Regions from separate parts of the Sus scrofa genome. Here region 1 is linked to region 2. The links are chromatin contacts, called in public HiChIP or PLAC-seq maps. All regions are on one chromosome and are shown on one strand. Each heading gives the region's core, a stretch centred on a gene start, on an enhancer-like site or on the middle of the called end of the contact. The rest is flanking DNA. Distances are from core to core; before and after follow the strand shown.

Region 1 (4,990 bases), core at 2,187-4,686, 170 kb before region 2:
GGCTTAGATGCTATAAATGTGATATCCAACCCCACTGGGCAATCTTGGATGTTGGATTCACCATGCTCACAGACAGCTGTGGGGAGAGAACTCTGCATAAATCTGTCTAACTGGTAATGATGGATTACATGATGTCATAGTGATGTTAACCTTCTGAGGCAAAAGTCCAGACAGGTTGAGAAATGGAAAATGAAGACATAAGGGGGGAATAATTCCATTAGCTCTAATCAAGAGAAGAGGCCGAAAGGGGATTCAAATCTATAGCATGCTCCAAAGGGGCAGAGACCAAACCACTCCAACCTGAAAGAGAAAAGATGAAATATTTGCCACTGGTTCCTGAATCTTCCACCAAAAGAGTTTATTAATTTACACTTAACAGTCTGCCTACCTTGGTTAACAAGAGTTTTAAAAATGAATAATAGACCCACACACTTACAACCAAGGGGGAAAAAAAAAGTGTATTTCCCATTTCCTCTAACCTGTACTTTTTATACCTTTTTTGCTTTTTTTTTTAATAAGGAATTTTAAAGCCGGGGATCCAAATACTCTATTTTTAAATAGAATTTGAAGTGTCACTACAATTTTATTAGAATTTTAAATATATACATACATTGCATATTTTTTTTTCCTGGTGAAATGCTTCATAGATGTTTGAGATTGTTAGAGGTCTCTGACTTCATCTGAGGAAAAAAATAAGAGATCCTAGATCAACTTACTCATTTTAAGCGTTCTTCTTGATTCAGATTTTCAGTGAATGCTGACCCTCCTGCTAAACATGATTCTAAAAAAATTTTACTGAATGCTTCCTCATTTAACCTAGGTAAAATTGACCGCCCCTCACTTTTTTCTTTCTTGAAGCAAACAAACTCAGAGTTTAAATAATAGTAGTCGCTACCATGTATTGGACAATTCTGATATGCTAATTGCTTTCACATCTCATTTAATCTTATGAAAATCCTATGAAGTAAATGTTATTTTCTGCCCATGTCATCTGGGACAAACTAAATGATCACAAAAGTTGAGTAACTTGTCCAAGGATATTTGGCTAAATGTATGAAACATGAGCTTGAGCCCAGGTGTAGTTCCAAATCCTGTTCCTTAGACACTATTGTCCTATTTTTTCTTGATAGGCTGAAGTAGCTGATAGCCTGTAGACACAGATCCCAGAGTAGTAGAACCTGTCACTTGCCAGGGACAGCAATAACATTTACTATCTGACTTCATTTGTAATTTGAGTTCAGTTACACCAACTTCCCGTCCATCCATGCACACTTTCAGAAGACGGAACATATTTCACCAAATAGGAGTAACATGAAAATAGCTTACAACTTTTCCCTCTGGAAATGGTTTCCAGGCCACCCAAAGCTGTGTCCACAAGTGTTTGTTTGTTTCCTGTGAAACTCTCTCACAAGAGAGTAATCTTCCTTATTAGAAATCTCCCTTATTAGAACTCACGGGAGCGCTGTTACCAGGATGGGGGTGGATCTTGGTGCAAATCAAGAGAGACGGCAACTCCGGATGGATGGAGTCCACAGAGGAGATACCCCCTTTCCAATATTCCTGATCCTTCAAGGTTCCTGATAAACTCCTTCTCCAAGAGACCTCCCTGGCTGGACACTTGATCTCCATAGCAGTCTCAGTCAACACCACACCACAACTGAAGAATTACCTGTGAGTCGAGGAGCCATGAAATATTTGATACAACCATCTCTGACTAGGTCACTCTTAGACTTTTTTTTTTTTTTTTTTTTTTTTTTTTTTGTCTTTTCCAGGGCTGCACCTGCGGCATATGGAGGTTCCCAGGCTAGGGGTCTAATCGGAGCTGCAGCCACCGGCCTACGCCACAGACACAGCAACACCAGATCCAAGCTGAGTCTGCGACCTACACCACAGCAAACAGCCATGCCAGATCCTTAACCCACTGAGCAAGGCCAGGGATGGAGCCCGCAACCTCATGGTTCCTAGTCGGATTCGTTAACCACTGAGCGGCGAAGGGAACTCCCCACTCTTACACATTTTTCTTTTCTTGTATGCAATGTGCCAGACACATCTGGGGTGAACTAGGTTGAGTTCCTCCTCACAAGTGGCAGGGCAACCACCTGTGAAGATATAATTAAAATAGCTGTGCATTAAGGGCTAATGTACTGGAATTTTTCAAGTAATGTAGGCTCGTAGAAGAGGTAGCAACAGCCTTCTTGGGGGTGCTCAGGCAGGCTTTGTAGGGGAAGTGGCATTTAAGAATGGTTCTGAAAGAAGAGCAAGAATTTTTTGAGAGAAAAAAAAATAGTCGTGAAGGCATTCAAGAAGGTTATGGCATGGGGGTGTAAATGGTGGCTGTGTGTTGGGGCAATGGTGAGACTCTCGGTTTGATTGGAAGGAAGGTATGCTGAGGGGTGAATTTGAGTTTGTTCTGAGACCTACAGGAGGCCTTATATGTCGGCTTTGAAGTCTTGGCTTTATCTTGTCCACAGGTAGCATTTTCCTTTCAATTATAGGAATATCTTGTTATATTTCCCCCTGATTATATTACAAATGTGAGTGTGAAATAGAATTTAGAAAAGACATCATAGAAAAGAGAAGCAGGCAACTGTATAGTAAAATGGTTACCGAAGATGGAAACAATTAAGCATAGCAATACCAATAATGGTTAGTTTTAATTAAAGACGTCTGGGACAAAGGACTGTACATACAGTGTGATTGAAAACAAATATATCAGAGAAGAAATGTTTTGCTCTTATTAAAAAAAAATTCCAGAGGAAGAAGATGGTTAGAAAGGAGACGAGGAGACAGGAAGGTGTGTTGAGTGCCCATTGAGTGTTACTGTTGCACCAAACTGCATCAGTTGTAATCCTTGGTTCATGATACACTCTCCTCATGTTAGCTATGAGTAAACACCCATCATCATTATTAATAGTCACATAAAATACTGTTGAACCTGCCACCAAGCATTAGCACTGGAACCTTGGCATTAACCCAAGCAAGTTAACTGCTTTTCAAACTCTTAACTGTTGCAATGGTTATTCCTTTCTTTTAATAGACAGTATGCACACACATATGCACACACATGTTTGCGTTTATTGTATTACAGAGATTCAGTCCGCCTGGTCAGATCACTATAGTTTATTCCTTTCACTGCTGAGTAAAAGGAATTACTATTCTGTTGTTGACACCATCACCATGCCTTTAGCTGCTCTGTTGACAATGATTTGGGGTTTTCCTTGACCACCTACTCTAAAGAACTCTCTGATTTTTTTTTTTTCCATCTCCAGTTTCAAATCTCCCACCAACTCTTTGAGATGGGTATTATTATCTTCATTCTATGAGTGAGGACACTGAAACTCAGAGAGGATAGGAAGCTTTCCTGCTGTCACATGGCCACACAGTGGCAGAGTCAGGATTTAATCCAATCCCCTGTGATTCAAAAGCCTGCAGTAGCACTTCCTCTCTCTTCTGAGGACTGGTTCTTCTCTAGATCTCCTTAAAGGCTCAGGAGACTTCCCCACCCCCTCCCCAGATAACTTTTGGTTTTTCTGAGTCCCTCTGAGTCACTGCTGGGGTGAAGAGGGGATTTCCTGTCAATATATGTCAAAACATCCTGTTCACTCAGGCAATTCCATGGGTAATAGTCAGCAGCACTATAAACTTCTAGTCCAGCCACCTGGGTGGGGCTGCATTGGCCCAACAACTCACTAGAATGGATTTCTTCCTCTCCCTCATTTGTGTCCTCAGATGGGTGGTGATGGTAGTGGTAGTAGTAGTAGTAGCAACAGCAGCATCAGTATTTTTGTTTGTTTGTTTTATGGCCACACCAGTGGCATATGGAAGTTCCCAGGCCAGGGATTGCATCCCAGCCACAGCTGAGACCTACGCTGTAGCTGTAGCTACACTGGATCCTTTAACCCACTGAGCCTGGCCAGGGATGGAGCCTGTACCTCCACAGCGACATGAGCTGCTGTAGAGGGATTCTTACTGCGCCACAGTGTGAACCCACTAGTAATCCTTCTCTTGGTTTTTTTTTTTTTTTTTTTTTTTTTTTTTTTTTTGTCTTTTTGCCATTCCTTGGGCCGCTCCCGTGGCATATGGAGGTTCCCAGGCTAGGGGTCAAATCGGAGCTGTAGCTGCCAGCCTATGCCAGAGCCAAAGCAACGCAAGATCCGAGCCGCGTCTGCGACCTATACCACAGCTCACGGCAACGCCGGATTGTTAACCCGCTGAGCAAAGGGCAGGGATCGAACCCGCAACCTCATGGTTCCCAGTCGGATTCGTTAACCACTGCACCACGACGGGAACTCCTAATCCTTCTCATGGAAGCAGAACTCTACATTTCCAAAGCTCTCCCTGAGTAGGAAAGTTAAGTACTATTAGCCCCATTTCGCAGATCAGGAAAACAAGTATTATGATTCAACTAGGCAATGGTGGCTTGAAAAAAGATTCCTAGTCCAGGCCCTGTCTGCTTTTTCCATACAAATAACTTCTTCCTTAAATATATCACATGCTCATAAAAACTTTGAGGGTCTGAAAACCCAATCTTCAGGCCATTCCCCCAACATCATCCTCATTATTGAGTGCCATTATTTCCCAAGGAAAAATACTCAGTCAGTTTCTAACCCATATAGTATCTGCAAACCATCAATTTTGCTAAATGATGGCCTCAATACAAGAAGGAGGCTGGTGATTACATTATGTGGTTTGAAGGTGCTAGAATAGCACCTCCCTTAATGTCTCTCTCCGACTGTCTGTCACTGAAACAGAAGCTTCACTCATCCTCCATTTGTGCTTATATATTTTTTTTTCAGCCTCCAAAAAGCTTTTAGAAAAAGGTGAGATCTAGTGTAGGTCCTAGTAAGGAAAATTATCAAAAACTTAAATAACGTGTTAGCTGTGTGTTCTTTCAGTGTTATGTTGGAGCACTATCTAATGGGCCTACTATAGGATTATTAATTTCTGATGTTTGGCATATTATTTACTGTTGTTTGAGGCTCAGAAATTG
Region 2 (4,755 bases), core at 247-2,746:
TGTTAAAAATGCATATTCTCAGGCCCTCCCCTGGCCAGACAGTGTCACCTACAGATGATTCACATGTACATTTTTAAAGTTCAAGCACAACTGGATTAGGCAACTTTGAATAAAGAATAATCCGTCAAAAACGCTTTTAAAAAAATGAATAGACTTTATCTTCTAGAGCAGTTTTAGGTTTACAGAAAAAACTAAGTTCCCAAATACCTCTTCCCCCGCCTACAGAGTTTCCCCTATTATTAATGTTCAGTTAATTAGACAAAGAGGTCCTTAGATGGAGGTGGTTCTAAGGCTGTGGCAGCCTACTTAAGCAAAGCCAAACCTAACCTATAAATGAAGGCTAAGAACTTGAAACCAGAAGACAACCAATCACAACTGGCCAGCTGGGCTCCCCCAAATAAGGCAATCACTAAAGCCATAGCGAGTCAAATAATTCCCTTGCTTTGCTTCTGTGCCTTCTCTGTGAAAGTCCCGCCCGCTTCCATCCCCCAGCTCCTGTTGCTGGAGCCTTTCTGACCATTTCCAATTTGGCACCACACTGTTAGAAGAGGTGTTTCTCTCCAATAAACTTAAGATTTGTAACGTGATGTAGTTTGTCTTTTAACATTAACATCTTGCATTAATATGGTACTCTCGTTACAACTGATGAACCAATATTACATTATTCCTTACTCAAGCCCATAGTTTATATCAGGGTTCACTCAGGTTGCACATACTATGTCTTTTGACAAATGCATAATATCATTGCAATACCTTACAGAAGAGTTTCACTGCCCTAAAAATCCCCTATGCTCCACCCATTCATCTCTCTCTCCTTTCCTCTGGACCTGGGCAAACACTGATCTTTTTATCATCAAATATCCTTTTGATTTGCCAGAAAATTAATACAAATTCTTCTATTAATACAAATTCTTCCATCAAGACAAGAGTGTTTTTCAATAATGAAACTGATACAGAGGTTAAATGACTTGTTCCAGGTCACCGAACTAGTAAGGGCAGGAGCTGGGTTTTCAACCCAGGTCTAACTCCAAATCTCTCTTCTCTTCACTAGGCCAATATGGCCAGGCCCTTTCTTAGAAGAGAAGACATTTGAATGTCTGTACTGTAGGAGAGATCCAGAGGTTTGGGGAATAGTGTTGCATGTAGTGGGGTAGGAGGTGGGCAGGTGGGGATATAGGAACTATCTGGCCTAAGGAGGTTCCCAAGAATTCCTAGCAGGTACTGTAGTGTGAGCTGTGGCTGAATTTGCAGACTGGATCTCCCCATACCAGCTGCTTCTGCATCTCACTCAAGCCAATTATGATTTACAAATGGGAGTGTAGAAATGCTAATAACCCTAACTGGGCTCCCTAATTACCGCTTAATCAACTGCTAATGGGTGTTAGCTGCCAGCCAGGGTAGCTGATAGGGCTGATAGGGCTCCAGCTGGCCAAGGTTAAAGGGAAGCTCTTGTTAGTGTCACTGGCCTCGAAAATAGAAGGAAGCCATGGGGTGGGTGGAAAGTGTCTTCTTTTTCCTTTCTTCTGCATTTTTGTCTGGATATTTTGTCGCAGTCATGAGGCACTGGGCAGCAAAGGTCTTCAGAGGAGGTAAAGAACCAGAAAAGGCCAAGAGTGAGAAATTAGCGAGCAGAGGAGGCTGGACAGTCGACAGGTGATTATTGAATGCAGACAAGTGTGAGGTATTGTGCTGAGTGCTGTCATCTTAATGTTGTGACAGTCAAGGGTTTTGAGGGAGCAAAAGGGGGCGAGGAAAAGTGAATGTGTAGGGAAGTGACCCTGAGGAACACGAATGGGAGAAGTCATGAATCAGAGGCATCTGAGGTTTGGCAAGAAAAAAAGAGAACACTAACTTTTATAGAGCGTGTCTAAAAATATTTGTTAAATGAATGATATCAAATTAAACAGTCTCTACATAAGACATTTTAACCTATGACATGCCCAACATATGGCATCCCCCACAATGACCATCTTCAGTAGAGGTTTACCATCCCTATTTCACAGATACAGAAGTTAGGATTCACAGGGGTGAAGGGTCATCCTCATGGTCACGTTGATAACACGTAGCTCTGCTCTTTTCCTGATTGCAAGGCTTAGCATTTTTAAACAGCTTTATTGAGATATTATTGTCATATGGAGTGTATATATTTAAGATGTGCAACTTGATATTTTGATATATTTATAATGTTGTGGGGGTGATCACCATAAAACAGTTCATTTTATCATTTCTACATAGTTACCATGTGTGTGTGTTAAAAGCATTTAAGATTTATCCTCTGAGCAAAATGTGAGTCTACTGTAGAGTACAACAGTGCTGTCATTACCCCACGCACATTAGATCTCCAGAACTTACTCATCTTAGATAACTGAAACTCTGTGCCCTTTGACCAACATCACCCTGTTTCCTCCTCCCCCCGCAACTCCTGGCAACCACTGACCTACTCTCTGTTTTTATGAGTATGACAATTTTTTTATTCTACATTTAAGATTATGTAGTGTGGAGTTTCCATTGTGGCCCCGTGGTAACGAAACCAACTAATAACCATAAGGATGTGGTTTCGATCCCTGGCCTTGCTCAGTGGGTCAAGGATCCAGCATTGCCATGAGCTGTGGTGTAGGCTGGTGGCTACGGCTCCGATGCAACTTCTAGCCTGGGAATTTCCATATGTTGTGGCTGCGGCCCTAAAAAGACCAAAAAAAAAAAAAAAAAATCATGCAGTGTTTCTTTCTTTGTCTTGCTTTTTTCACGTTAGCATAATGTCCTTTAGTTCTTTATCCATGATGTTGAAAATCACAAGGTTTTCTTCCTTCTTTTAAGGCTGAATGATATTCCATTGTGTATTTATATATGTACAGTTGGTTTTCTTTATCCATTCATCTGTTGAAGGACGTTTAGATTGATCCCTATCTTGGCTGTCGTAATTACTACTGCAGTGAACGTGGGAGTGCAGTTATCTCTTTGTGGTCCTGATTTTGATTCCTTTGGTGATATATCTAGAAGTGTGATTGCTAGATCGTATGGTAGTTCTATTTTTAATTTTTTGAGAATTCTCCATGTTTTCCTTAATGATTGCACCAATTACCATTCCCATTAAAAGTGCACAAGAGTTCCTATGTCTTCACATCCTTCCCAATGCTTGTTATCTTTTGTCTCTTTTATAGTAGCTATTCTAACAAGTGTGAGGTGATATTCCATTGAGGTTTTCATTTGCATTTCCCTGATGATTAGACATGTTGAGCACCTTTTCATATACCTGTTGGCTGTTTGACCTTCTTCTAAGAAGTATATTTAGTCCTTTGCCCCCTTTCTTTTTTTTTCCTTTCCTTTTCTTTTTGTTTTTTAGGGCTGTACCCCTGGCATATGAAAGTTCTCAGGCTAGGAGTCAAATCAGAGCTACAGCTGCCAGCTTACGCCATAGCCACAGCAATGTGGGATCTGAGCCTTGGCTTCAACCTACACCACAGCTCATGGCAATGTCAGATCCTTAACCCGCTGAGCCTTCGCCCATTTAAAAATAATTTATTTGTATTTTTGGAACTGAGTTGTAGGAGTTCCTTATATATTTTGGATATTAACTCTTTTTGGATATATGATTTACAAATATTTATTCACATTCTATCAATTACATTTTCATTTTGTTGACTGTTTACTTTGCTCTTTAGAAGCTTTTTAGTTTGATTTAGTCCCACTCATCTATTTTTGGTTTTCACCTGTGCTTTGGCACCATATTTTAAAAAATGTTGCCAATATCAATGTCAATAAGGCTTTTCGCTACGTTTTCTTCTACGAGTTTTATGGTTTCAAATTTTCTGTTTAAGACTTTAATCAATTTTGAGTTGATTTTTGTGTATGATATAAAATTGGGGTCCAACTTCTTTTCCTTTTGCATGTGACTATCCAGTTTTCCCAAAACCATTTGTTGAAGAGTCTCTTATTTCCCCATTGTATGATTTGGCACCCTTGTTGAAGATCTGTTGCCTGTAATTGCATATGTTTATTTCCAGGTTCTCTATTCTGTTCTATTTTTCTATATGTCTGTTTTTATGCCAGCACCATACTGTTTTGATTACTATAGCTTTGTAATGTAGTTTTAAGTCAGGAAGTGTGATGCATCCAGCTTTATTCTTGCTTGAGATTGCTTTTGCTGTTAAGGGTCTTTTATAGTTCCACATAAATTTTAGGATTTTTTTTTTAAATTCTGTGAAAAATGCCATTGGGTTTTGGTAGAGATTGCATTGAGTCTATAGATTGCTTTGGGTAGTATGGACATTTTAACAGTATTAATTCTTCTAATTCATGGACATGGATGTGCTTCCACTTATTTATATCTTTTAAAATTTCCTTCATTAGTGTTTCGTAATTTTAAGTGCATAAGTCTTTCACCTCTTAGGTTAATCCTTACGTATTTTATTTTATTCTTGTTGTTATTGCTAATGGAAATGGGATTGTTTTCTTAGCTTCCCTTTTGGATAGTTCATTGTAGGTATATAGAAACACCACTGGTTTTGTATTCTGAAACTTTACTGAATTTGTTTATTAGTTTAACATTGTGTGTGTGTGTGTATGTGTGTGTAATTGTTAGAGTTTTCTATGTATGTGTTCATGTCATTTGCAAATAGAGATAAGTTTATTTCTTCCTTTCTGATTGGATGCCTTTTATTTATTTATCCTTTTCTTGCCTGATTGTTCTGGCTAGGACTTCTAGTACTATGTTAAATAGCAAAGGTGAGCATGGGCATCTTTGCCTTATTCCAG

The links. HiChIP or PLAC-seq counts read pairs in DNA pulled down with a chosen protein or histone mark.
Region 1: a contact with region 2 is called in an H3K27ac HiChIP or PLAC-seq map of alveolar macrophages. The contact joins two enhancer-like sites. A contact is called at or near these places in 2 of 2 datasets of contacts at active chromatin or transcription factors (alveolar macrophages and skeletal muscle).

Annotation. Positions count from the first base shown.
Region 1 is chr6:153,228,480-153,233,469 of Sscrofa11.1, forward strand. All of the region lies in intron 2 of LOC102165506 (a long non-coding RNA gene), which reads left to right. Among named protein-coding and RNA genes, the nearest start is that of FGGY, 18 kb to the left of the region's middle. Within about 2 kb of position 3,437, at least 18 of the 83 cell types and tissues checked have an H3K27ac peak or open chromatin away from gene starts, as enhancers often do. A contact at or near this core is called in alveolar macrophages, where this site is marked.
Region 2 is chr6:153,405,270-153,410,024 of Sscrofa11.1, forward strand. No RefSeq gene overlaps it. Among named protein-coding and RNA genes, the nearest start is that of FGGY, 190 kb to the left of the region's middle. Within about 2 kb of position 1,497, at least 3 of the 83 cell types and tissues checked have an H3K27ac peak or open chromatin away from gene starts, as enhancers often do. A contact at or near this core is called in alveolar macrophages, where this site is marked.